7 separate regions of the Mus musculus genome follow, and all the other regions are linked to region 5. A link is a contact called in public HiChIP or PLAC-seq and promoter capture Hi-C data. All regions are on one chromosome and are shown on one strand. Each heading gives the region's core, a stretch centred on a gene start, on an enhancer-like site or on the middle of the called end of the contact. The rest is flanking DNA. Distances are from core to core; before and after follow the strand shown. Region 1 overlaps Dync1i1 (dynein cytoplasmic 1 intermediate chain 1). Region 2 overlaps Slc25a13 (solute carrier family 25 (mitochondrial carrier, adenine nucleotide translocator), member 13). Region 3 overlaps Slc25a13 (solute carrier family 25 (mitochondrial carrier, adenine nucleotide translocator), member 13). Region 4 has its middle 4.5 kb from the start of Gm20619. Region 5 holds the start of Sdhaf3 (succinate dehydrogenase complex assembly factor 3). Region 6 holds the start of Asns (asparagine synthetase). Region 7 holds the start of 1700019G24Rik (RIKEN cDNA 1700019G24 gene).

The links. Promoter capture Hi-C pulls out the DNA fragments that hold promoters and counts their contacts. HiChIP or PLAC-seq counts read pairs in DNA pulled down with a chosen protein or histone mark.
Region 1: a contact with region 5 is called in a promoter capture Hi-C map of the C10 cell line, with 6 times the contacts expected there. The contact joins the enhancer-like site here to the promoter of Sdhaf3 in region 5. A contact is called at or near these places in 8 of 39 promoter capture datasets (the C10 cell line, the SN4741 cell line, cranial neural crest and 5 more), 4 of 115 datasets of contacts at active chromatin or transcription factors (forebrain, large pre-B cells, neural tube and 1 more) and 3 of 9 other capture datasets (adipose tissue, embryonic stem cells and macrophages).
Region 2: a promoter capture Hi-C map of hippocampal neurons shows a contact between it and region 5, with 3 times the contacts expected there. The contact joins the enhancer-like site here to the promoter of Sdhaf3 in region 5. A contact is called at or near these places in 5 of 39 promoter capture datasets (the 3T3-L1 cell line, embryonic stem cells, hippocampal neurons and 1 more), 1 of 115 datasets of contacts at active chromatin or transcription factors (astrocytes) and 1 of 9 other capture datasets (macrophages).
Region 3: an H3K27ac HiChIP or PLAC-seq map of embryonic fibroblasts shows a contact between it and region 5, with 6 times the contacts expected there. The contact joins the enhancer-like site here to the promoter of Sdhaf3 in region 5. A contact is called at or near these places in 3 of 39 promoter capture datasets (the 3T3-L1 cell line, the C10 cell line and embryonic stem cells), 3 of 115 datasets of contacts at active chromatin or transcription factors (astrocytes, embryonic fibroblasts and embryonic stem cells) and 2 of 9 other capture datasets (adipose tissue and macrophages).
Region 4: a contact with region 5 is called in a promoter capture Hi-C map of liver, with 2.3 times the contacts expected there. The contact joins the enhancer-like site here to the promoter of Sdhaf3 in region 5. A contact is called at or near these places in 3 of 39 promoter capture datasets (the 3T3-L1 cell line, 3T3-L1-derived adipocytes and liver) and 1 of 9 other capture datasets (adipose tissue).
Region 6: a contact with region 5 is called in a promoter capture Hi-C map of embryonic stem cells, with 2.8 times the contacts expected there. The contact joins the promoter of Asns here to the promoter of Sdhaf3 in region 5. A contact is called at or near these places in 11 of 39 promoter capture datasets (the C10 cell line, cranial neural crest, embryonic stem cells and 7 more), 12 of 115 datasets of contacts at active chromatin or transcription factors (the 230-238 cell line, cardiomyocytes, embryonic stem cells and 5 more) and 3 of 9 other capture datasets (adipose tissue, liver and pancreatic islet).
Region 7: a promoter capture Hi-C map of embryonic stem cells shows a contact between it and region 5, with 4 times the contacts expected there. The contact joins the promoter of 1700019G24Rik here to the promoter of Sdhaf3 in region 5. A contact is called at or near these places in 5 of 39 promoter capture datasets (the C10 cell line, the SN4741 cell line, cranial neural crest and 2 more) and 1 of 115 datasets of contacts at active chromatin or transcription factors (craniofacial prominence).

Annotation. Positions count from the first base shown.
Region 1 is chr6:6,018,726-6,022,589 of GRCm38.p6, reverse strand. The region is part of intron 16 of Dync1i1 (dynein cytoplasmic 1 intermediate chain 1); the gene reads right to left. Among named protein-coding and RNA genes, the nearest start is that of 1700019G24Rik, 43 kb to the right of the region's middle. Within about 2 kb of position 2,544, at least 4 of the 459 cell types and tissues checked have an H3K27ac peak or open chromatin away from gene starts, as enhancers often do.
Region 2 is chr6:6,192,111-6,196,044 of GRCm38.p6, reverse strand. The region is part of intron 1 of Slc25a13 (solute carrier family 25 (mitochondrial carrier, adenine nucleotide translocator), member 13); the gene reads left to right. Among named protein-coding and RNA genes, the nearest start is that of Slc25a13, 23 kb to the left of the region's middle. Within about 2 kb of position 1,909, at least 14 of the 459 cell types and tissues checked have an H3K27ac peak or open chromatin away from gene starts, as enhancers often do. A contact at or near this core is called in hippocampal neurons, where this site is marked.
Region 3 is chr6:6,111,952-6,116,071 of GRCm38.p6, reverse strand. Slc25a13 (solute carrier family 25 (mitochondrial carrier, adenine nucleotide translocator), member 13) reads left to right here. Exons shown (of 18, transcript NM_001177572.1): 7 at 964-1,102; 8 at 1,754-1,847; 9 at 2,050-2,134. Among named protein-coding and RNA genes, the nearest start is that of Slc25a13, 100 kb to the left of the region's middle. Within about 2 kb of position 2,566, at least 31 of the 459 cell types and tissues checked have an H3K27ac peak or open chromatin away from gene starts, as enhancers often do. A contact at or near this core is called in astrocytes and embryonic fibroblasts, where this site is marked.
Region 4 is chr6:6,242,286-6,246,074 of GRCm38.p6, reverse strand. No RefSeq gene overlaps it. Among named protein-coding and RNA genes, the nearest start is that of Gm20619, 4.5 kb to the left of the region's middle. Within about 2 kb of position 2,059, at least 7 of the 459 cell types and tissues checked have an H3K27ac peak or open chromatin away from gene starts, as enhancers often do. A contact at or near this core is called in liver, where this site is marked.
Region 5 is chr6:6,954,086-6,957,989 of GRCm38.p6, reverse strand. It overlaps Sdhaf3 (succinate dehydrogenase complex assembly factor 3), which reads right to left and starts at 1,972. Exons shown (of 2, transcript NM_001077713.1): 1 at 1,790-1,972. The coding sequence starts at 1,963.
Region 6 is chr6:7,691,013-7,694,928 of GRCm38.p6, reverse strand. Asns (asparagine synthetase) reads left to right here and starts at 1,720. Exons shown (of 12, transcript NM_012055.4): 1 at 1,720-1,820.
Region 7 is chr6:5,975,387-5,979,110 of GRCm38.p6, reverse strand. It overlaps 1700019G24Rik (RIKEN cDNA 1700019G24 gene), which reads left to right and starts at 1,718. Exons shown (of 3, transcript NR_040255.1): 1 at 1,718-1,819. The region is part of intron 14 of Dync1i1 (dynein cytoplasmic 1 intermediate chain 1); the gene reads right to left.

The sequences.
Region 1 (3,864 bases), core at 1,295-3,794, 940 kb after region 5:
GTGGATGATTTTAACTTCTCCCATATTCCTTCTGTCCACCCGACCTGTGTTGCTGGGTCAGGGGAGCTGAGCCGCTCTCTAAGTGGGTCAACAGCTGCCTGTAGCCTCACTGACTGGTGAGTCTGACCATAGTGTGTCCCACCTGGGCATCTTGGGTACCTTGTAAGAGGCACAGACAGGAGAGTAGCTAGAACTGGAGATAAAGCCAGAACTGGCTTTCATCCACCACAGAAAGTAGCCAAATGATGTTTTGTTTTGTTTTGTTTTGTTTTGTTTTGTTTTCCCCTCCCAGCTTGTCACTTTTTGCTGTGTGTCCTTAGGAACCTCTCTGATCTCCCTTATTTAGCTGAAGGAAATTTGAGAGTACACCTAATGACTGGTAGTAACATGAGTAAGAAAGAAACAAATGAACACAGTGCTTGGCCCCTTATAATCCCTGTTAAATGATGTCTCTTATTTTTTTTCTTTCTCCATGTTTATCCCCCTTCTTCTAATTTTTCTTTCTCCATGTTTACCCCCTTCTTCTAATTTTTCTTTCTCCATGTTTATTCCCTTCGTTTCCTTGCTTCTTTTCCTCTTCTATCTCTCCTGTTTTTCTTCTTCCTACCTCTCTAGAACTGCATTTTTTTACTTTATCTTGAAGCACTTTTTATTTCTCTGAATATTACACATGACTACCTAAATAGTTTGTTTTAAAAAAAAAATAGCTAACTTTACTGGGATAACTAAAGAAAGAGATTTTTTTTTTTTGATTGTAAGAGAAGTTTGTCATAGTTGCTTTATATTATCCATTAAAATTAAATTTAAATATATATATATTACTTCTAGATATATATGTGTGTGTACGTATATGCAAATATTCTCCACACCTCTATTATTTTTCCACATGGGACCAATGCATCTCAATGCAGCTTTTTCTTTTTCTTTTCTTTTCTTTTCTTTTTTTTTTTTTTTTTTTGTTACAGCATTTTCTGCAGCAGGATTCTACTTTAACCACAGGTTATAAGGCTGGATTATTGTTGAACACATTGTAATAAAAATCAAGTGATTATTTATAATCGGGGTTAAACACACAGGTATCATTCATGTGCCTCTTTTTATAAGCACACAACTAACAGCTCTGAACAGTCCTCCGTCAAGTCTCCCTCATTTTTCAGTAAATTCTAAGGATTTATAGTCCCTAGCAGCTGATTTTAAATAGCTGCAGTAAAGACTGTTTCAAGGATCATTTCTATACTCCATTAAATAGTTGCAGTTCACTTCTAGCTATGAATCTTTTTGTGATAAAATATATCTCAGGCACCATTTACAAATGCATGGTTGGAAAACCTTGGATAATTAAGAGGTTGAAAAAAATATTCCATAATCTCAATTAGTTTCTCAGTTCCATTAATCATGGCCAAAAAACTAAGTGAGGTGGTCTCTAGGTTCAAGATAAATACTTTTGTGGATGTGTGGTTCATCAGTGTCTTTGTAATCTTTCAATTAAGTGGAGTCATTTAAAAAAAGTCTGTGGGGCTATAACATGAACCGCCGATAGTGAACAGACACGAGAACGATGTCATATTCAATATTAACACCAGCAGGAAAGTTTTCTGCTAAAAAGATATTGTACAAATGACCTTTTTATTTTAATGCACACTGTTTCTAGTGCCTTACAGAATGAGGGAAGCTTGTGTACATTCCCTCAGAATGACAGTTTAACTCCTCTAGACTCAAAAGGTTAAAACCAAACAAACCCACCCACAGATATTAATGGCACCCAAATCCAGGAGAGCAGAAACCCACTGGCATGCACACATGCATCTGTGTTCAGAGAAAGCCTGTTGTTTTGTTGTTGTTGTTGTTTGTTTGTTTTTTGTTTTGTCTTGTTTTTTTGTTTTGTTTTGTTTTTTGTTTTTTTGCTTTTTGACACACAGATGGGAGCAAAGTGGGATGTAGCAGGTTCTGAAACAGCCACGTTAGATCAGCCGGGCAGACCCGCTTCACATAAACGCAGCTTCACTGTGTTTAATTCTCAGAAAGGCAAGGTCTAGGTCCCTGTTAGCAACGGAGGAAACCACGGACCAGAATCCTGTGCCAGGACGCAGCTACACAGGCGAAGACACACTACAGCCTTCCACCACGAGGTAGACTGTGGCGGGACGACTTAGCCTTAGAAGAAGCTTCCGAGAAGTCAGGAAAGCCGGACGCATGCACATCTGCTCTGTAGCCTGCTATTACCAGCCAGTCAATAGGTTAAAATTACTAGGGAGGTCACCTGCTTTCTAACCTGGACCTGTTTGCCAAAGCCCTTTTTCCTCTATCTTTAAACGGGTGATGTTTCTCAAACCAACGTTATTTTTTTTTCCCACCTAATAAGGTAAGAAACGAAAATCAGACATAAAAGACAAAGTAAATAGTAACAGATACGGGTCTGGCAGTGGCAGTAAGCCAGTAACTATGGAAGGAAATAAGCAATTTAAACACTTGTCTTGAGAAATTAACAGTTACAATTATTCTTCATGCTAAAATTTATCCTGTAAGCAAGGGTACCAAAATCCAGAGGTGTTTTCCTGCAGAGAAAACCAAAACCAAACAACAGCTGAGAAAGAAAGACCTCATTCGGCAAGCCCTAGAGATGCCCTTGCTTGTGCACATATTGAAATCATATCAGCTGCCTGTCTCCTGAAATTGTTGGATGTTATTATTTTGTCTACTACTGGGAACAATCCATTTCTCAGCCCGAAAGATGCAGAAAGTGCTGGAAACAATGGCTGATGGACAATGATGGAGAATAAACTTCCTAAACTCCAATCACCTCCCTTTCCATAGTACAAAAGACACACAGAGAGAGGCAGGGCAAAAAGAAAGGGTTCCTAGACAAGCCTCTCCCCACATTAGCTGACTAACCATGCTGCTGCCTCTTCCCGCATGTTATTGACTATAGGTTTTCCAGTAAATTCCTAGCAACCACGGAATCTAAGCAGTTTTGACAAAAAGAAAGCTTATCGCTAAACACCTTAAAAACATTTACCAAGGTAATAAAAGAAATGTCATTTCCTCCTACGGAATGTTTGGGCATAAAAGAAGTATTTTTATAATGCAGTTCATGATTTATCATATCTATAGTGTCCCAAAAAAAAAAAAAAAAAAACCACAATGAAAAGGAAGCATTTTTCTAGCGGTTGACAAGTGTTTGAGTCAACTACTAGGTTTTCACTGCATTGGCCGCCAAGGCAATCTCTCTCTTCTAAAAGCGAGGGAGGGAGGAAGACCAGGTAATGACTGGAAGGACAAACAGTCTTTTCTAAAACTCCTTTTCTGTGCACATACAGTCACACTTCCTGTGGCTACCAGACTGTACTCGGTTTGGAGGCTGCATTCTGAACGCATTGTACAATTAAGCTTTTGCTTAACTCTCCCGTCACACTTCACGCCGGGACTCATTCATTCCTGTTATATGACAGACACTGTGTTGGGCACGCTGTGCCTGCCTTAACAGAGGAGGACGTTATCTCTGGGTGTGTTTCTACAGATTCGGTTCTCCAAAGGTTATACTACTTTGCTGTTATATTTGCTAGACAAGTCGACTCTTTATGATACTAGATACTAGAAGGTGTTCAATTACTATTCAAGAGAGCTTAGTGCCAAGGTCAATAAGAATAAAAGATTTAATCTAAATACTGGGAAATGACTACCTTGTCACCAGAAGACAGCCTAGGAGTGGGCTCCCGATCTGTTTGGCCTGCCTACTAGGAAAAGGGACAAGGTTTTTTCTACAATACCAGAAGACTGGCTATTACTTAAATGATACATAATTAATTTATTTCAAGTAAAAAAAATCCAAGGTAAAAGATGTTATGATAGCTGATATTCTAGGAA
Region 2 (3,934 bases), core at 660-3,159, 760 kb after region 5:
GGCTGTGGAGGTAGAAGCTTGCCCTTGTCAAAAAACGAACCCTAGACAGGAGGCAGGGCCAGGCTATAACCTTCAGAGTCTTCCCTATGAGTGACCACTTCCTCCAACTAGACCTCTGCCCCCAAACAGCACCACCTCTACCCGGGCTCAAGTCTTCAAACACATGAGCCTACCAGAGGTATTTTGTATTCAAACTATAATGTATCCACTACAGAGATTCAGAACTCAGGTCTGAGGTAGCTCTTTTTGGTTTTGAGTGCTCCCTTCATTTTTTTCACAGATATTTTTATTACATGTATGTTTGTGCATCTGCATGTGGGGATATACATGTGAACGCACGTGCCCAGCTCACCTCAGTATTTTGAGAGCATGGACCTGAAGAGAGCCACCAGTGTAGACCTCACATCTTACTCATCAAGACTCTCTCTCTCTCTCTCTCTCTCTCTCTCTCTCAAAGATTAATTATTTTATGTAGATGAGTACACTGTAGCTGTCTTCAGACACACCAGAGGAGGACATCGGATTCCATTACAGATGGCTGTGAGCCACCATGTGGTTGCTGAGAATCAAACTCAGGACTTCTGGAAGAGCAGTCAGTGCTCTTAGCTGCTGAGCCATCTCTCCAGCCCCATCACCTAGACGCTTTAATTGTCAGTTGAGGAGTCCCTTAAGCTCTTTGTAGGGACTGGCATGGTCTGTGGAAGCCCCCAGGGAGATCCAGCTGGGTCTCACATTTTCAGAGCTTCCAGAGAGGAGTGACCCAATTTTATTTCTCCCGCCGCCTTTCCCTCCTAAGACAAGGTCTCCTCCGTCTCAAGATGGTCCCAAACACACTGGCTAAATGCCAAGAAGGCTCTGGAACTCCTGATCTTCCCGACTCTAGGTTCTAGGATCTTCCCTAGGGCTGGGATTTCCGTCCCCAGCTACGTTGGATTTCTTATTTGTCCCTACTGCCATCTGTCACACCTACCAACTATTTTGAGTGCACAAATGTGTGCTGCTGCAATTTGTGAAAGTAATGAGCCTGGTACTGTGGCTTAATTCCAGGGTAAGCAAGCTGACTGAAAAAAAAATTACTCGCATGCGTAGGAATCTTTCCCCTGCAGTTGGCAACTCTAACTCGTGTTAGAGTGAATTTATTTGTTCTAAAAGACACCTTTCTGGTTCTTCCTGTTATATTTTTATTCCCTTTATGAAAAAAGCCAGTTACTAAAGTTGGGTTATTATCTTACTGGTTTTTAGCTTCTTAACCTAGTTTGTGTATATTTCTCAGATGGCTGTTGATGACCGCCTCATATGGCTATAACTGGCATTTATCTTGTTAAAGTAAAATCCATATTTCATGATTCTCTAATTTTACCATTTAGTATCATGGACTTTAGGAATATACCTGAAATTTCCATTCTAAGTTAAATCAAATTAGATGTTCCCCAGTGTGTGGCGGTAACAGACATGCAGCCCCTTGCTTCATCTCCTCGTTAGTTTGGAATCAACTGCAACGTGTTACCTGACTGAGTACAAAACTCTCTATTGTGTTGACTTAAATACCAAGTGATATTTCATTAGTCACTTGCAAAGAATCTCTTCCTTCGTAGATTTGGAAATCAATTACTTCATTTATTGAAGCCATAGTGCATCTTTTGTTTTAAAGCTAGACTGTATTATACTCTGGTTTCTAAGTACAGATGATGAAGAATAAGAAAATAAGTAATTATTAAATGACCAGCACATGTACATATTTACATGTTATTATCTAAGATGCACACACCCATGTGTGTATGTACATCTGGAAACTACCTAAGGTTTGATGGAGCTCCTGTACCCAAGAATAAGCTCGGTCTAATAACGCCAGGCTCCTCGGCTGTAAAGCGCAAGCACTGAACAGCTGCTCTGTGTTGGCTTACAAAGCACAGCTCCGTTTCTTTGGCTCGCTTTCCTCAGCACGCATCTTCTTTCGTGTTGCTCTTGCCACCAGCTAGACTCTTATCTCAGTGCACCTTCAGGACATCGCAGCTCTCTCTCCAACTTTCTGCAGTCGTCACTGTGATTGTCCTTCCACTGCTGAGGACAACACGGGGCTGAGAATGGAAGCCAAAATGGAAATTCCGAATAGCTACCTATCATTTCCCGAGTAGGCAGTAGATAGATGGAGGACAGATGTTAGGAAGTTCTAGGAAGCCATCTTCTGGCTCCATCGTTCTCTGTGCCTAAGATGGGATATAGTATCAGTGGCTCTCAGTCTTAGGCAAATCCCCATGTGATTACTATCCCCTTACTCCTCCTGAAGCTTTGGGGCTGTTTGCAAGAGTAGTGTTATACGGGCTAGGAGAGCTAGGGGTGGACCGGTGTGTTAGGATGGCCTTGAGGCGTTGGGAGGGGCTTTGGTGAGTGTCTTTAAGAGCCTCAACTTCCCTTCCTCTCTCCTAGTTCTCCCTTCTGTTCAAGGACAGTCTTGATATTAAAACCCTCTTCCTTTTTACTGGTTGGGTGATTTGAGAATGGATCTTACTAGTAACCTGGCCTAGTCTCAAACTCTGGGTCTTTCTGCCTCAGTTTCTGCAGTTCTGGGATTTCAGGTACATACCATCTTGCTAGTCAAATTTCATATAGAGTGTTGATTTTCACTCTTGTGCCGTATATTTTCTGTAAGCCTGTAATGTGGGGGGAATGGGAGATTTGAGACGGAGAAAACTCAAATGCCAGGGGGAATCTAGCTTTTCTTCTGACTTAGGGAATGGAGGTACATGACTGGTTTTGAGCCTTGATTTTCCCTTCTGTAAAATGGGGAAAATAGTATGTGTTCTGACTTTCAGACTTGCTGTGAGGACCTGGCCATGTTTTGTAAACTGTGGGGTCCATTCTTGGTGGCATAAATTTGAAGCATTGCCCCCACCCCCCACCCCCAGATGGCCTTTTCCCTTTGTGCTCTTCCGTGCCTAGACCCTGTGAGGGAAGAGTTTGCTTTTTCTCTCAAAGATGTCCAGCTCTGACTAGGAGCATTGAATGACTTGTGTGCTTGGGGAGCAGGAGAAGGTGATGTGGTGGAAACTTGGGCCAAGGAGGGACATCCTAAATAGCCGTGTCTGGTATTGTTCATACAAATTGTGTAGCATACTGAACTAAGCAGGTGTGCGAATATGTATTCACACAGAGCAAGCATAGCTCATTCTGTAAAAAATCTCTTTACCTTTCAAAGAAAAAAACCCTAGGAACTTAAGGCTAACATATGTGTAGCCCCTCTTCCTATGCCTAGTAAATGGCCTGTCAAAGGGTGTAGGATTTTTACTAAGGTGGAAGAAAGGCCTCCGCTCTGCCAGTGGAGACAGAGGCACTTTGGTGATGCCGTTTTTAGGAATGTTCATTTTAGCTTCCTCTTTCCACCAACAGGGCCTGCTCTTCTAAAACCTGGAGGTCTATAGTGTCATTAATCATGGCTGTGTTGGCTAGTGCTCAGGAGTATCGTTAATCATGACTGGGCTGGTTAGCGGTCTTAGTTTCCCTTCGTTATTGAACAGCAGAGAACATCAGCCAATTCTGGGTTTAAGGCACTGATAGTGTCAGATAGTCAGCGGAAGTGGAAAGAGCCTATCAGATAGTCAGCGGAAGTGGAAAGAGTCTATCAGAGGTAGCAAACCAAGGTGACCAATCAGCAGCTTTCAGAGAGACTACCACCCGTTCCAGCGACTGGTTAATAAATATATTCCTGATAGTGGTGGGCTAACAAGCTCTGGTAGGTTCATATTGAAGGACAGAAAAGCCATTGTCTAAAGATCTCAGAAGAGCCTTTGCAAGCACACCGAAGGGATTTACAACAATTTGCATAAATCTCCTGGTGGATAGAGACATGATTCCAGTGTTGGGGTGGTTCCAGGACCCCCGCCTTGCTTGTATCATGGGGTGACACTGGGCTTGCTGAGAACTTCGTCTTCTGACC
Region 3 (4,120 bases), core at 1,317-3,816, 840 kb after region 5:
TGATTCCTGCGCTTTGGGAGCCACATCTCTGGAAACTCTCCCTTTGCTGGACTGTGAGTGCGTTCACAGCCATCTGGGTTCCCCACAGTGCTGACCTTTCAAGTCTCTCCGTTTCCTGGTGCTCCATTTCCAATACATGGCCCTTCCCATTCTGGCTCCATGTCAATCCCCTCCACCCCCCGCACCGCCCCTCCCAGGTGACCTCTCATGTCAGCTCTTTTGAATGATTACTAAGGGAAGATTTATGTGGCTGTTTTAAAAAAGCGCTTTCCTAATAAAAATATTTTGCCTTGTTAGGGACGGATAGAATTAGAAATCCCAAACTGAAGTTCCATTCACAGAGAAGAAAGATGTTTAAAAATTCTGATTATTAGAACTTCGATCAGTTTCGACCCCCATAGGCACATGGCATCTTCAAATATTACCAGAGCACACGTGTTCTTTTAGCTAGTCCACCAATGTAAAGTCTCGGGACTTAAGTGATTATTTATTGCTGGTTTAAGTATTAAGACAACTTTTGATATTAAGGATGCGTTAGCTGCTTCTCAGAGTATGTCTGCACCAACATAATGCAGTTTTGCATGCATGAACAAGTGGGTGCTATCATTTCTATGTTTAAGGCCTTAAGATTTGCTCATTAGATGAAATAAACCAACTTATAAAACATTTCCAACTGAAATTTGAACTCTGTAAATGACTACTGGTCCTGTTATAATCCTACACATGTATTTATTTAGTTTTCCAGGGCTTGTATAAGTCCTGGTCATGATTATCTGCAGTCACTTTTAAAATTCACTTCTAGCTTTTTTTTTTTTTCTAAAGTGAAAGAAAAATATTGTGATTTTTTTTTGTATATTCATTCCCCTTTAGTTCCAAAACAGTGATTAATATATGTACTTTTGTAACCTCTTGCCCTTTCTATCTTTTTTTTTTTCATCTCTCTCTTGTTTTCAACTTGGCAAGGCTGCTGGAGGCACTAGGTCCCATCAAGTTAGCTTCTCCTATTTTAATGGATTTAATTCGCTCCTTAACAACATGGAACTCATTAGGAAGATCTACAGTACTCTGGCTGGCAACAGGAAAGACGTGGAGGTGACTAAGGGTGAGTGAGCATAACAAAATGTTTGTTTCAAGTGTCTTAGGGAGCAGGGGACAGGGAGTGAAGAAGGCAGTCTGGAGTTTATAGTAGAATTTGCTATCCCATTCATACTGGTAAAATTGGTGATGTGTGTCCTCCAGACCTTGATCAGACAAACTAAAGCAAACAAAGCAATGTACACTCAGTTTTTGAAAAACAGAAAACAGCCTTTGAATGAAGTGAAGATATAGGATTTGTTGAATCTTTTTGTTTTTTACAAGAACTTAAGCTAAACGGTCAGTGGACCTCAAAAACACATGTGGGTCCCACAAACCTGTATTGATGATAGCATAATATGATCCATGAACTTGAAGAAGAAATTATCAGCATTTCAATAGGATTCACAAAAAAAAAAAAAAAAACCTAGAAAAATAACTTGGGTATCTGAAATGTCAGTGTAGTTTGAATCCCGTCCGGTGTCATTTGTTAGAGCATTCACATGGCTTTACTCCCAGTGGTGGTTGGAATGGAGTTCTGCATCCTTTGAACAAGTGGGAGAAAGAGCTGGGATGACTTCATGATAACTGTGGTGATGTGCACTCCTCCAGCGCTTTGGCTGAACACCGAATTTAGCGTCGATCTTTCTGAATCTCTCTCTCTCTCTTTTCCATACAGAGGAGTTCGCTTTGGCAGCCCAGAAGTTTGGTCAGGTTACACCCATGGAAGTTGACATCTTGTTTCAGTTAGCAGATTTATATGAGCCGAGGGGGTAAGTTGCTTTTTTTTTTTTTAAAGTTAGTTTAATAAAATAAGGTTAGGAGCTAGGTGTAGGGAGATTTCAGCAAGAAAGACAGAAACCAAATAATGAAGGCCCACACTGAAATATGGGAAGTGATAAAAGGAAAGTTCTAGAATTCCATAATGTAAATTTAAGAAATCTGGGACTTCATCATTGTTTGCTTTCCGTGCAGGCGCATGACCTTAGCAGACATTGAGCGGATCGCCCCTCTAGAGGAAGGAATGTTACCCTTCAACTTGGCCGAGGCCCAGAGGCAGGTGAGTGGTGGGAGTGACTTCTCTCCTGGTGCTTTCCAGAGATACCCAGGCCGCTAGCACGTCCATTGGATTCCCAGCATTGGTTTCTGACTTAACTGTTTTTCCAATTCTGGTCCCCAAATTCAGGCATTTTGAGGAGGCTGAAAGGGGAGTTGTTGAGCAACCTTCTGGTGAACAGATACGAGCATGTGTTTCTTAGAAAGACGGGGCTGTGGCCCCAACAATGGAAATCCCAACACTCCAAAAACAAGTAGTTCTTTTCTTCCTCACATCTGGTACTGAGGGATATGGGCATGAAGCACTTGCTCTTGTGACTGTCCCCAGCAGCATCTGGCATTGCTAAATGAACGATAACGTTGCACCTCAGTGGGGTACTGTCAGAGCGTTGTCTAACAGCCATGCCTTCCGTTTTTTTTCTGAGTATCGAAATGAGATAATTTTGTTTAGTCTGGAGTCATAGTTCAGAGGCTTTTAGACCTATTTTCTCTGTGAAAGGATTCATAAGCTATGTGGAAACAATGTTAGGAATGCTAGGTTTTATTTTATGGTTAACAGAAGCCCATGTCTCAAAGTTGTGGGAGTCAGAAACTTAAGACACAGGACCTCCTTGCTCTGTAGCTGGGCCTGAGAGAGCATGCCTTCATTGCATGGGCTATGCCTGCATGGTGCTTGTAAAATAAATCCATGAACAGACAGAATGTCTTTTTTTTTTTTTTCTTTTTTCTTTTTTAAGAAAAGGACTTCCTTTAAGGCAAAGCCATCTTCGAATCTTGTGAGACTTAACTGTTTTTGGCTTGGAGCTCTGGGTCTGAACAGCGACGCCAGTTTGACCACAATGGGTTGACGCTGGCTGCATTTTTAGGACTGTCAGGCCTGGAGCCAGGACCCCCACACACACCACCACCACCACTTTAGCTCCTTCCCACCCAAGGGCAGCAGCGAGTTGTGTGCGGCATGGAAATGGAAGGAGTGGGTGTGTGCTCGGTAAATCCTAACTAGGCACCTCTGGGAAACCAGCTGGCTGTGGTTAAAAGAGGAAGCCATTCCCCCTGGTGCAGGAGAACGAACTGTGTAATCCTGGGCAGAGGAGGAAGCAGCCTTGCTCTCTCCTCCCTTTGATTTCAGACACTGTGTCTGAGGTAATTATCTCTTCGTCTGCATGCCACCAGCTATTGTAGAAATTTGGGGATTAAGGAAAGTAGAGGGACTGTTTCAGATCTCCCCTGCTCTCCCCACTGGCAGCAGCACCTCTTCATTTCCCTGTGTGCCCTCTGCAGCTTTGAGGGGGCTTATAATGGGTGCTTGCTGGTACTGGCCTCGAAAGGGTTGGAGGAATTTGAAGAGATTTACAGTAGGAAGTGATTGGCCGGTGTTCAGAGGTTTAGAGCAATTTATGGCAAACCTACCTGAAATCTAGGGTGATTTTTTTTTTTAATACATGACCCCCACTGCACCTGGAAGATCAAGCAAGTCAGGTGCTCTACGCATGAGCATTTTGCATATCCTAGCACCCTACAGCCTGTGGGGAGCCATGCAGATGGACGCTTTTACCCTTCGTGTCATTTTAAGAACATATTTGTCCTTTCCAGGAAGAATTAGCAATAATGGCAGGTTCCTTCCTTTAACATCTTCAAAATACTCTCATTCATTATTTTGAGGCCAGAGCATCTTTAGTATGGCATGTTCTCATGCATGTAAATAAAATAGTGTGCTTTCTTTGAATGCATCTGTCACCATGAAGGTAGACTACAGGGGTGGAATTGGAGACAACGCATGGAATTTGTGGAAGAAATGTTTTCCCTTCTTAGACATGCATATTTCTCTGTAAAGCTGTTTTCAGTTAAATGACTGAAGATTTCAAATGATCTCATTGTATTGGAATTGTGTTGCCCTGACAGCAGTTAAAATTCAGTGGGTTGGTAGCTGAGGTTGGTGATTGTTTTCATTGTTCACTGATGTTAATTATCGAGCCTTCTGAAAACAAGT
Region 4 (3,789 bases), core at 810-3,309, 710 kb after region 5:
CCAAGCCAGGGGGAGACTACAGCAAAGCAGGATTGAGATGGATGCCCTGGGGAGCTCGTCTGTGGCAAGCTAAGTTGGAGGTGCTTGTCCTCTGCCAAAGCAGAGGTGTTAAATTCACCGCTGGAGACATTCAGTGGGTGTTCCAAGGAGCAGTTTGACTTGGAGATAACTAAGGAACTTGCACATGTGTAGATGACACAGAAATCTGTGGAAGCAGACAGGAGCTGCAAAGCCTGAGTGTATTGGTTATTTTTCTCATCACTGTGATAAACTATGTGATGAGATCACACTAATGAATAAAGGGCTCTTTGGGGTCACTGTTTGAGCCTACATTACAGCAGCAAGAGCATGAGACAGCTGCTTACACTACCCCTTCAGTGTAGCAGCAGAGAAAGGTGAATGTCAATCAAGGCTCCAGTAGCTTTTCTCCTTTATAGTCAGAGACCTCAGGCCATGGGAAGTTGCTTACCCACATTTAGCACAGACCTTTTTCACTCTGTTAAGCCTTCCGGGTAAAATCTTTCATAGTCAGTACAGAGGTGATTTTTCCATGGTGATACATCACCCCCAAAAGTAACCATTACATTGTACAAGACTAGATCAATAAGAACAAAAGCTCAGCGGTCAACCCCAGGAATCTCTCTCCTACCTCTGTATATGAGATGATGAGGATATTCTATGAGAGTCTCCTGGGGACAAGTGAAGAACATGGCTCAAGACAGAAGACATGTCCTGTTGGTGGTAAGTCCAATGTCGCTAAGGGCAGTTGTGCAGAAGGCCAATTATTTCTAAGCAGTGTTTGTTCCGGATTACAGCTATCCATAACAGCCAGGCCAGATAATAAGTGTTTTAGAGGACAAAGGATAATGAGCTAAGGATGGTTACAAACATGGGGTTCCCTGAGCACCGACCGGCACCACTGCTTTCTGGCTATGTTACACAGAAACAGATTTCCAGAATTAGCCAAGTCACTCCTAGCTTCCCTATCTGAGAGATGGAAATAGTATGAGTATTCTTACTCTATTGCTATGTGGTATGATGGAAATAAAGTCTTTACTCTAACCCTAACCCTAACCATGTAACACTAACCCTAACATTAACCCTAACCCTCTAACCCTCTAACCCTCTAACCCTAACCATAACCATAACCATAACCATAACCCTCTAACCCTAACCCTAAACCCCTAACCCTAACCCTCTAACCCTAACCCTCTAACCCTAACCCTAACACTCTAATCCTAACCCTAACTCTCTAATCCTAACCCTAAAACTAACCCTCTAACCCTAACCCCCTAACCCTAACCCCCTAACCCTAACCCCCTAACCCTAACCCTCTAACCCTAACCCTAACCCTCTAACCCTAACTCTCTAACCCTAACCCCCTAACCCTAACCCCCTAACCCTAACCCCCTAACCCTAACCCTCTAACCCTAACCCTCTAACCCTAACCCTAACCCTCTAACCCTAACCCTAACACTCTAATCCTAACCCTAACTCTCTAATCCTAACCCTAAACCTAACCCTCTAACCCAATAACCCTAACCCCCTAACCCTAACCCTCTAACCCTAACCCTCTAACCCTAACCCTAACACTCTAATCCTAACCCTAACTCTCTAATCCTGAACCCTAACCCTCTAACCCTCTAACCCAAACCCTAACCTTAACACCCTAACCCTAACCTTCTAACCCTAACCCAACATTAATGCTCTTTTTTTGACTAAATGGAATAGTTTTTAAGGTCAGTCTAATGGGTATATAAAGGCAGTCTCAAAGGAATCCTGAATTCTATGAAATTAGTCCTTAATAAATCAGTTTCTTAGTTTTCCTTTTTTTAGTGTGTGTGTGTGTGTGTGTGTGTGAGAGAGAGAGAGAGAGAGAGAGAGAGAGAGAGAGATGGATGTGCATGAAGGTTCACATGTGTTACAGAGGACAGAGGTTGGCTTCAGTTTTCTACCTCCATTGCTCTCTTCCTTATTTTGTGAGAAACAGTCAATCCCACTGAAGCTGGCGCCTATTGATCAGGTAGGCTTGTTTGCAATAAGCTCCAAAGGTCTTCCTCTCTCTACACTCTCAGAGTTTTGGGGTTACAGATGTGTGCCACTGCATTTAGACTGTATGTGGGTGCTAGAGCTCTAACCTCTGGACTTTAGTCTTATACATCAGACACCCTTCCTGGGTCTCCTTTCCTTCTTTTTACTCAGTTGATAATTTAAAACTTAGTGTCTTGCTATATAATCAGGCTGTCCTGGTATTGTGGCCTGACCTCAAATTCACAATCCTCCTCCCTCTTGTGGGCAGGTGCAACTGTAGCTGTATTTCTTGCTAAACTGTCTTCTTGCTAAACTCTTAACTCAGTTTCTCCAACAATAATAACAAAAAATAATATTTTAAAATAACTGGCTTATACTCTCTGAAGTCTTAATGTCCAGAAAGGTTTAGGTCGGCAGGATGCTGGCAGCAGTGCGTGCCTTTAGACCTAGCACTCAGGAGTCAGAGGCAGGCAGATCTCTGAGTAAGAAGCCAGCCTGGTCTACAGAGTGAGTTCCAGAATAGCCAGGGATACAAAGAGAAACCCTGTCTCAAACAAAACAAAACAAAACAAAACAAAACAAAAAAAAAACAAAAACAAAAAACAAAAACAAAAACAAAAACAAAAAACCCCAAATGAACAAGAAACCAAGAAGGAAAAGCTTAGGAAGGTTCTATGTCACACCATAGTAAGAGCCAGTCATAGTGCTGATCCAGCACTTCAAATGTCAAAATGAGAGGAGGTCTGGCCCCTGGCAGTGTGTGTTCAGCTAGAACAGCACAGGGAGACCTAGAAGAGAGAGAGAGAGAGAGACAGAGAGAGAGAGAAAGAGAAAGAGAGAGAGAGGAATGGGGAGAAAGAGAAAGAAGAACTAATACAATATGTGATCCTTGGCAGATCCTGTGTGGTTGAGTAAGAAATTTTATAAGGCCATAAAAGTGCCAATCAACAAATTTAACCCATATATTACAGAATATATAGTTAATAAGTCAAATATTCAGAATTAGATAATGGGTACATAAATATAAGCAAATACCCTTGATTTACAAGGAAAAAAACATATATAGGAGAAAGAAGAAGAGAATGAAATTAAAATATTAGAAGTCACTTAATATTGATAACTGGTATAGAAGAATATTTCGGTCTTATTTTTTGTGATACGTTTGAAATATTTTCAGAGTAAAACATATCCTTCTTAATCCCGCTAAGTATGCTGTCAACATTGTGTTTCTTTCTCAGGTCTGCTTTGGGACAATTTATGTTCATGTACATTTTATATATTCTCTTATACATGGTAGATTCCACAATGAAAACTTCAACAAAAATAATAAAATAAGAATTCTACATGACAGCATTTGTATACAAATGAGTTGCTATAATTATGAAGCTGCCAATGTTAGATTTGTGTACTTCATTAGTTAAATACACACACACACACACCATGACAATGACAGTGACAACAATGGTGAAAGAATGTGTTATATTGATGATTTAAATGTAAGAGACATAATCACAAGTCAACAGAAACAGATGGCCTCTAAATACTCGAAATGCATTGACACGAGCCAAGAGAAGCACATTTTTTACATAACTGCAACAAGGATGAAGGAGCCCAGGGACAAATGGTGACCTCGTACCCAGGTCTCAGAAACACTGCTTAAGGCTGAGCTCTGCACAGCTAGTATGTCATTCCACAGCTAAAGGACAGAAGGCACTGCACCCTGGGTTTACATACCCTGGGAACAACTTAGATCTCCAA
Region 5 (3,904 bases), core at 723-3,222:
GTCTTTGCAACTCTACTGTAAGTCTAAAGCTATTTTAAAATATTTTTTAAAAAAGTGATATTGCTGTCACTAAGCCTCCTGTGATCATCAACACATTTCCCAGTTTTCTCGTATCCTTTCCTTCAGCTTTTTATAAACTTATTCTAAGTTCTATCCTTTCCTACATTTTCCTTAAACTTTCTAGTCCTTAGACTTTAGGACTTTCAAACTAGAAGTCTTTCTTCTCAGCACAGATAAAGTCTTCCTGTCTGGCTTCAAACTTACTTAATAGACATGACTTTACAAACACTTATTATAGCTTTGATATGATTAACAATATAAATAGTACTTTTTAAATATACTAGCATTATCCATTGCAGATCTCTGAGTTGCAGGCCAGCCTGGTCCACAGATTGAGTTCCAGGACAGCCAAGAACACAGGAAAACACTGACTCAAACAAACTGAATAAAATAAAGTAATAAATACACTAACATTGAGATGCCTGTTGTAAATACCGTTATTTTACAGACCGAAAGACTAGAAAAATTAACTGATGTAATGTTTAGTAAATGCTGAGGTCTGAATTTAAATCTAGTTTTCTGATTTCAATACCAACTACATATTTAAAGAAAGTGTTTTGCATTTAAAAATATTAAACCTCCCCAGCTCCTGGCAACCAAATTATATCTAATAAACCAAGACTTTTAAGAAAGTTATACATTTCATTATTATAAAGTTCTCTCTTCAATAATTCTACAATCAAGAATTATAGAATTCAATGAAAATGCTTTTCCCTAGCCTAATCTTTATGTTGTTTTAAAGGTAAATATCACTTCAGCCACTATCAGCATGAAAAATCTTTTTTACTTTACCAGAGCAGTTTCTTTAAAATACCTAGATGCACTCTAGAAATGCCCAACTCCTTTCACCTCCTGATATTTTCAAGATGGGAGGAGATCCTGCAAGACTCTTCAGCATCATGCAATACTCTTTCTCCCCCTTCATTCTTAAGAGAAAAAAAAAAAAAAAAAAGGTATTAGGGTCGTGGAGATGGCTCACTGAGAAAGGTGTCTGCTGCCAAGCTGTGCAGCCCGCGGTTTGATCCCCAGGAGCCATGTGGTGGAAGGAGAGACCATTCCCTTGGGTTAGCCTCTGACCTCCAGCACACACACACACACACACACACACCCGTATACACACAAATAAATAAATATGTACCTAAAATAAATAATAAGAAAGAAAAGAGAAAAGTCAAACACTGAATCCAAACGCGTGCCCCCGCCAGCATTACCCCTTTAACAAATTGCAATCCTTAGGTCTTTTCTAGGTTATATAATTTATCTGTCAAGTGGAAAGCTTACTAAGGCCCTACAATTACAAATTAACAAATGATCGAAATGATCTAATTCTGGCAGCTAAGTAATGACATCATGTTAATTACACGGCTGTCACCTAAACAGCCTAAAGGCAACGCAAAGGACAAACGCCGACGAACTTTTGGAGCACTAAACAGTCAGGAGTGCAGTAACGTCTGAGACACGCCACCCTTCTCTCTCCAGCACCTGGCACCCTCAGCACTCTCAGAAAGTTCTTCTGAATGCGGGGGAAACTGCTCAAGCACAGAGCCTGTGCGGGAAGCTGGGGGATTCGCGACGGAGCTTGAAAGAAGTGCTGTTTGACCACTTTAGTCTGTCTATTCCAGACGCCCTGTTTGGCCGTGCACGGACCCTGGGAAGCAGCTAGGAAGGTGGGGTCTGAACTGAAAACCCAAGGTCCGGGACGAGGGGGCGGGGAGGGGGCGTCACTTGCCTCCCATTCCTTCAAGAATCGCTGGGCCTCGCCAGGACCAACAGTCTTATGTCTCCTAAATTCGTCCTTCACGTACTGGTCACCCAGGGCTTTGAGGTCCGGGGGCAGAGCCCGATGTAGCAGCAAGATTCGCCTATATAAAGCCCGGACTCTCGAGACATGCTTCCCCGGCATCGCGCCGCGCCTGCGCAGAAGGTGGGCGTAGCTCCGCCCCCGCTAGGAAGTCGCCTATGGGTGAACCCCAAAGCGGGCGGAAGAGAGCGCGCGACCTTCATCCGGTTTGGTCCGTCATAGAATCTTGTCCTTCCGGAAACCCGGATTTGGGGCGGGCGGACAGAAACGCTCTGCCAAAGGCGCGGCTGTTGAGGAGTAGTTGTAATTTCTTGAGTTTCCTAGAGAGGTGCTGCTGTGTAAGACAAAAAGTCTTGTGTGAGCGACTTGTTACCTTCAGAGTTAACTCATCTTCTCCATTTGCTAGTTTCTTCTTATTAAATATTTGAGAAAGACTTCATCGAACTGAAGTCTTCTCCAGAAAGCCTTGCGTGGTTAATCCAAAGTGTTATGGCTTCTGAAATAGTGTGGCATTCGCCGGTCCCTCGCAACAGCCCTCGTCCTTTGCAGTGCTGTACTTGGAGTTTATGCAGTAGGCATAGCTTCTTCCAGGTAGTTATCACAAGTGAGCCCTGAAGGGCAGACTTTGTTGGTCTAGGTCAAGTGCACTATGAAAGAATCTTGGGAGTTATTTTATGTGTATTTTTTTTCCAAGACCAAGATTCTGAGAATTTTTATTAAACAATGTGAGATGAAAATGTGAGACCCTGACTTAGAGCGTTTCTCCCTGGAAGATAAAGCCCCTGGATGTTTCCCAAGCTTGTTTTCCCTGATCTTTAAAAAATACAGCTAGAAAGAAGCTCTTTGTTCTCTATAGCCAGCAAAAAGCCTTTTTGTTTCTATACTGTACAACCAGAGATGCCTGCCTTCCTGTGCCAAGGACACAGAGATAAAAATTCAGAAAGAACTCACTCCCCACTCCTGCCTTGTAAATTTCACCAAGGACACCCGGAAGAGAAGAACTCTTCCCAAGTCCTCCCAACTCTCCTCCCAACTCCTCCCAAGTCTCCTCCCAACTCCTCCTAACTCCTCAGCTAGCTGTTAAAAGCTCCCTACTGTCACCGGGTCGAACTCCCCTGCCCTGCACCAGCAAAGGGACTTCATCCTCAGCTAGCTGATAATAAAACCTCTTGCAGTTTGCATCAGGTATGGTTTTCTCTCAGGACGTTGGGGTGTTGGCCAGCTCACCTGGGGACTTGCAGAGGCCCAGCATCGGGGGTCTTACAAAAACAAGAAATCTAGATGTTCACAAGTCCAAACTTGTGTAGAGGTGGGGAAAAAAAAAGTAACTATTTCAAAAGCTGATAGCTTCTTGTCCTTATTCTTTCGTTCCAATTAAATTTTAATCCTTCAGCAAATCCTAATAGCTCCACCACCAAAATCATGCAGGAATCAAACATTATTTCCATCACACCCTGTACCATAATTATCTCTTTCTACTGGATAGCTACCGTATCTGTGTTCTTGCCTCTGGCCATGTTGAACTTCAGTTATGATCTACCCAGGCTGTAATTAGATAACATCGTTCCTCTGCTTAACAAATCCTCAGTAGCACTCTGTTATTGAACAACTCAAAGTCTCTCTACCTCTAGAATTTAAATGTTCTATTTATTCACTCCCTAGTAAGTCAGTTCCACTCACACTGGCCTCCATCTTTGAACTCCTTCACTTCCAACCGGAAACCTTGTTTGGAGCACTTCCGGGGGCTGGTAGGAGGCATCACTTGCCAGAACCAGTGTGTCGGCTCACTGTCGTGTGACCTTTCCCAACAGCCTTGTTTGAAACTAACATAACCAAGCCAAACCTCCCATGGTGCTCCTGCTTTTGTTGTTTTTTCTTTTTTGTCTTCATAATACTCAGCAGGCCGTACTTTGCTTAGTTACTGATTCTAGCTTCTGACAAGAATACTTAGGGGAAGGCGTTTTTCAGGAGGAGGGAGTGTTTCCCACCGGTCTGGCTGTGCTCTAGACATGTAATAACCACATTACTGTTGCATTGGTGCAG
Region 6 (3,916 bases), core at 471-2,970, 740 kb before region 5:
AGTTCCATGTCCAACTGTGTTTCAGTGTCGAAGAAAAGGGCTTATAGATATCAGATCAAATGTCAGAAGAGGCAGAATCAAAGGCTCTATCTTTAGCTGCTGTGTCCTAGTAGCTTGCTAATGCAGAAGGCAATCAGGGTCTTCTGAGAAACTATTAGTGGCCTGCAGATCCCTGAGTTCCAGGAAAAGGGGTCTCCATTCTGTGTTCCTGACCTAGGTGAATTTCTGACCTAGGTAAGTCCACCTAGCTTGGGACTGCAACATTTTGAGTGAAGAAGGTGGGCAAGCTGATAAATTAACTCACTGTTGTTCCAAAGGGCTGGGTGGGGACGTCCTATGCTATTCTTCAAGAGCTAACCTTAGAAATGTAAATGGGTCAAAAACAAAACAATGTACCTTTGTTTCAAGATACTATTAAACTCAAAGAAGCCCTTTGCAGCCACAAAGAGTTTAAAGGTAACAAAGGCTAGCTATCCCTATGTGATTATATGCTTAAGATAAGTTAAAAAGTTAGAAGATGGGTTCACCCTCCAACAACTATTGAGAAGAAAAGATTTAATTTGTATTTAAAGGAGCTTAAAGGACTTTTTAAAAATTTGATATTCTCAAGGTCAAACAAGTGCAGTACATCCCTTGTGGAACAACAAGATCAGAGGCTTTCTAAGTGCTGCCTAAAATCTGATCTTAGTTTATTTCACAGCACAGTTTCATTGTTTCTCAATCTACTGGGTGCTGATGTTTAGTAACTATAAATTCATTAAAGAATGCAGTAAAATTGTGTATGTGTGTGTTTTAAATCATGGTGTATTTTCCCTATCCGAGGGAATACTAAGAGCATACTACCAATCTTTTAGTCAAGCTGAGGAAGGTCTTTTTTTTTTTTTTTTTTTTTGAGGTACTGAAAAAGAATCTTTATATATAGGTGTGCGTGTGTCCGTGCATGCATGTGTGTGTGTGTGTGTGTGTCCCTGTGTCCTCAAACTCCCTACTTAAGAGGATGACCTTGACTCTTGATCTTCCTGCTTCCATCTCCACAGTGCTGTGCAGGTTTGGACCGCTGCCTACAGCTCTCTGAAAGAGGATTGGTCCGCTGTCTACAGCTCTCTGGAAGAGGATTGGTCTGCTGTCTACAGCTCTCTGGAAGAGGATTTGTCCGTATGTTCAAGGTCCACTGATCTATTTGAACTTAATGTTATCAACTTGATGGAGACTTTGTGAAGAAGTTAACCTTGGCACAACAGTTTCTTAGGACAAACATTTCTTTTTATTGTACAATGAATTTGTAGGCACTATTGGTTCAAGAGTGCTTTTAATCTCTGCAGGGAGATTACCTGGGGTTCTTCTTAGCTGCTCAGTAGTAGTAGTTATTTGTGTGTGTGTGTGTCTGTGTGTGGTGTCCTTCTAGGTATTCCTATGTTACTTATGTATCCACATCTATATATCAGACACTCTGTTAGGAAGTACTGAAGACTACAATTAAGGAGTAGGAGATCTATTGCTGATGGGACACTGGACCTGGCGGCCCGACCTCTGGGCTTATCCTGCCTGCAGTGTCACAGCACCTTAAGGAACAGAAGCAGAACACCTCCTGGCTCTCGGCCCCAGGATGCACGTTTGCCTTGGCCTCCGCCCCGCCTGGCGTCGCTCGTCAGCACTGCGGGCCACGCCCCTGCGCACGGGTTGGGTCCCAGCCACATGATGAAACTTCCCGCACGCGTTACAGAAGCCCGGCGACTCTAAGGTGGGAAGCGGCCTCCAACCGGTCTTGTCACTGCGCTGCCTCTGCTCCACCTTCTCTGGCCCTGGCCGCTAGTGCTCAGGTAAGCGGGAGCCGGGTGCTCAGCGCGGAGCGCTCTGCTCGCCTGGGAGGCCGGAGGATGTGCTGTCCGCGCGGGCACATGTCCCGGGAGTTCGGATGCGGAGCGCTCGGGTCCGGCGCCAGACCGATGCTGCGGTGCAGCGCGAGGCAGGGCGGGGCGGGCGCGGGGCGATTGTTGCGCACCTAGGACGGAGCTGCCAGGAAAGCTTTCATGTGAGCGAAGTGCAGCGCGGAGGCAGGGCCGCTCCAGACAGAAGGCGAAGGTGGCCTTCATTTAGACACCATAAATATTTTTTTTTACTGTATGACGTCTAGATCTGGGAAATTTCAGCCATCCGAAGGTTTTGCCTGGGACTAGGTGGACGCTTGCACAAGACCAGCTGTAATTGGGAGCCCCAGGCTAGTGTAGGGGTCTCGCTCTCCAGCAGGACAGAGGCTCTACCAAGCTCTAGAGCGAGTGTCTCTGGGTCTGTCTGGATCCGGATTTCTGAGCACTCACTCACCTCGCTGCTCAGGCCCTTCCTCCACTCCAGTTCCATACTCGCAGCCACGCCGGGAAAAATCTGTTTAAGGAGACAGGCAACCAAGTACGGGAAAAGGCAAAGGAATTGGCGTGCTTTTTTTTTTTTTTTTTTTTTTTTCTTAATTATGGATAGCTATTTCACAGGTCTAGTTTCAGATAAGATAACTTTTAAAATACACGGGCGAGTTTGATTTTTCGTTGCCTGTGGCCTACGGGTTTTAACAGCTAACTCTTCGTTGATTGATGTCAGTACTATAATATTCATTTGAAGTAAGACTTGCACAAGGCCACGGGTTGATTATTGAGGTCTTAAGGTGATCCAGTGGAGTTTAGAACTATCAGTTCAGTGTACGAAAGCGGCGCTGTCCAGCGGGGAGCCTGTGCTCTTTCATAGACTGACCCCTAGAAATGCTGGCTAGTCTGAACTGAGATGTGGTAAGAGTGTAATGTGTCGATTTCGATGATTATGAAAACCGAACGCTTGATGTTTTGATGTTTGATTGCAGCCTCTAACCACTAAAGTATCCCTCCAGCCCGGTTTTAATAATTTAGGAAAAGTAGTGTAAATATAATTAATTTTGATTATATTGTATTGGTTGTCGTATTTAGGGTGTGTCATGTTAAGGTATGTTTAAAATTAGTTTTAATGTTTTCTCTTGTCTTCTTAATGAGCTTTATTAGTATATTAAAATTTCACATATGGCTCACTGGCCAGTACTGCTGCAGAAGTTAACCAGGAAAGGAGGAAATTTACAGACAACAGTGAGGAAAATATGGTACAAGAGGGCCTCTGAGTCCGATTACAAAGGAGTTTGAATTTCCTTACTCCTGCTGAAGGAAAGAATTTTAAACTTTTCTTTACACTTCAATGTAGTGCCTGGCATATGTTTTGCATACCAGACAGTTCATTAAAGAGCCTTAAGACCTAGGTAAATGGTTCTCGGTGATCATAATTGATTTTCAGAGCGCTTTGTTAGCCCACTTCCCTTTCCCTTTTATTAGACATAGATTCTTTTCTCATATAATACTATCTGAACAGTTTCCCACCTCTCTACTTATAGTGTCTCCCCACCTCTCCCCTCTGAATTCACCCCTTTTCTGCCTCTCATTAGAAAAGGATAGGCTTCTAAGAGGCAAGCAACAAAATAGAATAAAATACAGTAAGGTGAGATAAAAGGGAAACCATCATATTGAGGTTGGACAACAGAAACCAACAGAAAGATAAAAAGATCCCGAAGAGAAGGCGCAGGAATCAGAGACCCGGATTCACAGTTCAGTCAGGAGTCCCATAAACGCACTCAACTGAAAGTTAGAATACTGTGAGTTCTCAGCCTTCCCGATGCTGCCGCCCTTTAATACAGAACACTGAAGTGAACCCCAGCCATAACATCATGTTCCTAGCTACTTCATCACGGCAGCTTTGCTACTGTTTTGAGTCATATTGTAAATATGTAAATATGTTTTCTGTTGGTCTTAGGCAACCACGGAAAGGGCCCTTTGACCCCAGGGTTGAGAACCGCTGCTATAGTACACATGCAGAGGACCTAGTGGAGACCCGTGCAGGCCCCACGCTT
Region 7 (3,724 bases), core at 469-2,968, 980 kb after region 5:
TCCAAGGAGCTAAAGAGATCTGCAACCCTGTAGGTGCAACAACATTATGAACTAACCAGTACCCAGGAGCTCTTGACTCTAGCTACATATGTATCAAAAGATGGCCTAGTCGGCCATCACTGGAAAGAGAGGCCCATCCGACACACAAACTTTATATGCCCCAGTACAGGGGAACGCCAGGGCCAAAAAAAATGAGAATGGGTGGGTAGGGAAGTGGGGGGGGAGGGTATGGGGGACTTTTGGGATAGCATTGGAAATGTCATTGAGGAAAATACGTAATAAAAAAAACAATGAATTCATGAAAATTGTAGCAAATGGATGGAACTAGAGAATAATCATCCTGAGTGAGGTAACCCAATCACAAAAGAACACACATGATATGCACTCACTAAGAATACCCAAGATACAATTTGCAAAACACAAGAAAATCAAGAAGGAAGACAACATGTGGATACTTCCTTCATTCTTAGAATGGGGAACAAAATACCCATGGAAGGACTTACAGAGACAAAATTTGGAGCTGAGACCGAAGGAAGGATCATTCAGAGATCCATTCATAAACAACCACCAAACCCAGACACTATTGCATATGCTAGCAAGATTTTGCTAACAGGACCCTGATATAGCTGTCTCTTGTGATGCTATGCCAGTGCCTGGCAAATACAGAAGTGGATGCTCAGAGTCAGCTATTGAATAGAACAGAGGGCTCCCAATGAAGGACCTAGAGAAAGTACCGAAGGAGTCAAAGGGATCTGCAACCCTATAGGAGGAACAACAATATGAACTAACCAGTACCCCGGAGCTCGTGTCTCTAGTTGCATATGTAGCAGAGGATGGCCTAGTGGGCCATCAATGGGAGGAGAGGCCCTTGGTCTTGCGAAGATTATATGCCCCAGTACAGGGGAATGCGGGGGCCAGGAAGCAGGAGTGGGTGGGTAGGGGAGCAGTGGGGGGAGGGGGGAGAGTATAGGTGACTTTCAGGATAGCATTTGAAATGTAAATGAAGAAAGTACCTAATAAATTTTTTTGAAAAAAAAAAAAAAGAAAGAAACGTTTACCACAAGGTTGATATGGGCTACCCAATGCAAATTAACTGGTTTTGTATCACAAAAATTCTTATAATTAAATTGTAATTAATTACCCCCATCATCTAATAAACTGAAAATCTGTATCAAGCACAGCTATCTCTCCAGCGTCATTTCCCTACTGGACCCCGACTTTCTAGCCTTTTGGATAAAAATGTCTGCTACTGTGTTTGTTGACTCAGCTGCCTGGAATGCAGCCTGGCCCTCTGTTTATGAGGAAAACCACTCCAACAAAGTTTCTGCTTCCCAGTGAAGTCTTCCCTGACAGCGGTTTAGTGATGAAACTTGGTGTGGTCAGGGTTGGGGCTAAGGATGGATGTGTAATGTGTTTTAATCTTGACTCCCTTCAAGCTGTCCTCAAGCTGCAGAGTTCCGAGTTGGAACTTAAGCCCCGCCCCACTTCCTCCTTCTTTGTAGGTCCGCACAGGATTTTTTTTTTTTTTTTTTTTGTAGAAATTTCTATTAGTATGCATCTGTCAAAATCTGTTCTCACAATTTGCTGTTTTCCAGATGTTTCCAACGTGCCCCCATCCCCATCACTGTGGATCTCTCGTTCCATAGTAAATGCTCCCCACCCCCACCCCCACCCCCACCCCCACCCCGTGTCGTCTGTTTTCCAGTTGGTAGCTCTCTATACCTCAGTGGAATCCTAGACCAACGTTTCCTGTTTCGGCTAAAAGGCTGACCTTGCTCGGGCAGCAGCTGTTTGTTATCGTGTGTGCATTTTCCAAACAGTGAGTGAAAAGGCTTCTTTCTTGCTCCTTGGGACTGCTTCACCGTTCTTCCACTCCAGGGAAAAGCCGGGGTCACTGAAAACTTAACCACTGTCATCATGGTTTCTTTCTGCCCTGCTATAGTCAGATCTGGGATGATCTGACCCATTTCAAACCCACTGTGTCGCAGCACCTTTGCCTTCTTCTCTATATTCTTCCTATTTCGAGTGACCTCCACCTTCACTAGGTTTCCACTGTGGGCAACTGTATTCTTCATGATTTTTTAAAACCTCGTTTGGAGCTAGGCCAGTCATGAAATGCTACATCCACGCATCCTACTTCCCTATAGCAATTTCTTGCTATCATTTTCCCAGTTCCTTCCTTCCTACCCATTCTTTGATCCTCGATGGCTTTCCAGATGCTCGCTCCCTTTCCTCCTCCTGTCTGTTTTTATTTCCTGTTTTCATGAGCTTATAAAACCAAATGCCTCCTTTCTTCTATCTCCAGGTCCCACGTTCTAGTTTACTTCCATCACACTCTGGTAAAGCTCCAACCCAGAAACCTTTCCTTCCCTTCTTTATGTAGAAACTTCTACCGCTGACCTCCATTGGTAAAAATCTGCTTCAAAGATAGACACATGAAAATACTGTTCTGACCACAAACGGTCCACCACCGTGCCCAGAGCCATTTGTGTTTTGTTTACACAATTTGTTTTATATTCATGAATCTACACTAGCTGAAATCTGTTTCCTCTAGCGTTTCTACTTCCATTCACCAGAGACCTGAGTCTCCTACTTTGTTAAGAAAATAGTCATTATCAGTGTTTGCTCTCCTCCAGTCACTAAGCCTGCTGGATTGTGTTTGTCCCACCCAGTACTTCCTGTCCCTCTGTTATTATAGAACAGATGTCATTGCTCAAAGCTAAACTGAATTGCTCTGCCCGTGCTAGGGGTACTATTTATGCAAACATTTTAACTACCTTTCCCTCCAGCATACACTTATAGATTTTGTTTTCTTCCTTTACCCGTACTTCTGTAACATCAACATGGACAAGCATCTTACAGTTCTTAAACAGATACAAAAGCAACAACAGCAGCAGCAAAACCCAACCCCCACGGTGAATGTCTGACATCCCAGTCCTAGGGAGGCTCAGGCCTGTGCTTCAGCAGTTCAAGGCTTGTCTGTTATGGGGTGATTTTGAGGCCATCTTGGTCTACAAGAGACTCCATCTTAAAATTCAATAGTCAAAAGAAAGAAAGACAGACCCTGGGTGCCCCAGCTGCTTCTCACCTTGTTCTCAGGCCTTGATCTATTATAATTTGTGCTCTTTTCTCATGCTCCAAAGAAAGTGTGTTTTCCTTGAGCACTGGCGACTTCTGGGTTGGCAAATACAGAGGCAGATCACAGTTCTGAATATTTGTCAGGGTTATTTACTCTCAGGTTTTCTTTAAATGTTGTTAGAGAAGACTTCAAACATTGCACACGCATATTGGTAAATGGACTAATGTCACTCACTCAGCTTCAGTAATTACCAACACACACGCAGTCTTATTTATCTCTATTCACAGGCTCTCCCTTTCCCAAATGGCTTATTTTGAGCAAATCACTGGCAGCAGTATAGAAAATATATTTATATTTTCTATAAATATTCTGGTATGCATCCCTAGAAGGTAATGCCATTTAAGATTATTATAATATCATATTTAAAGATTCATGAAAGCCATTAAATAGTAGTCATATGTCTTTGACAGCTTTCTAAACCTTTTAAACAAGCTGACAGTGTTAAGTAAGACTTGTGCGAGATCCCTATTTTGAGATATTTGTAAAGTCTCAAGCTTGTTTTTGTTTGATTTTTTAATATGTAGTTTCTATCTAATATTTTGGTTTTTTGTTTTGTTTTTGTTGTTTTACCTTTCTTGCAGATTT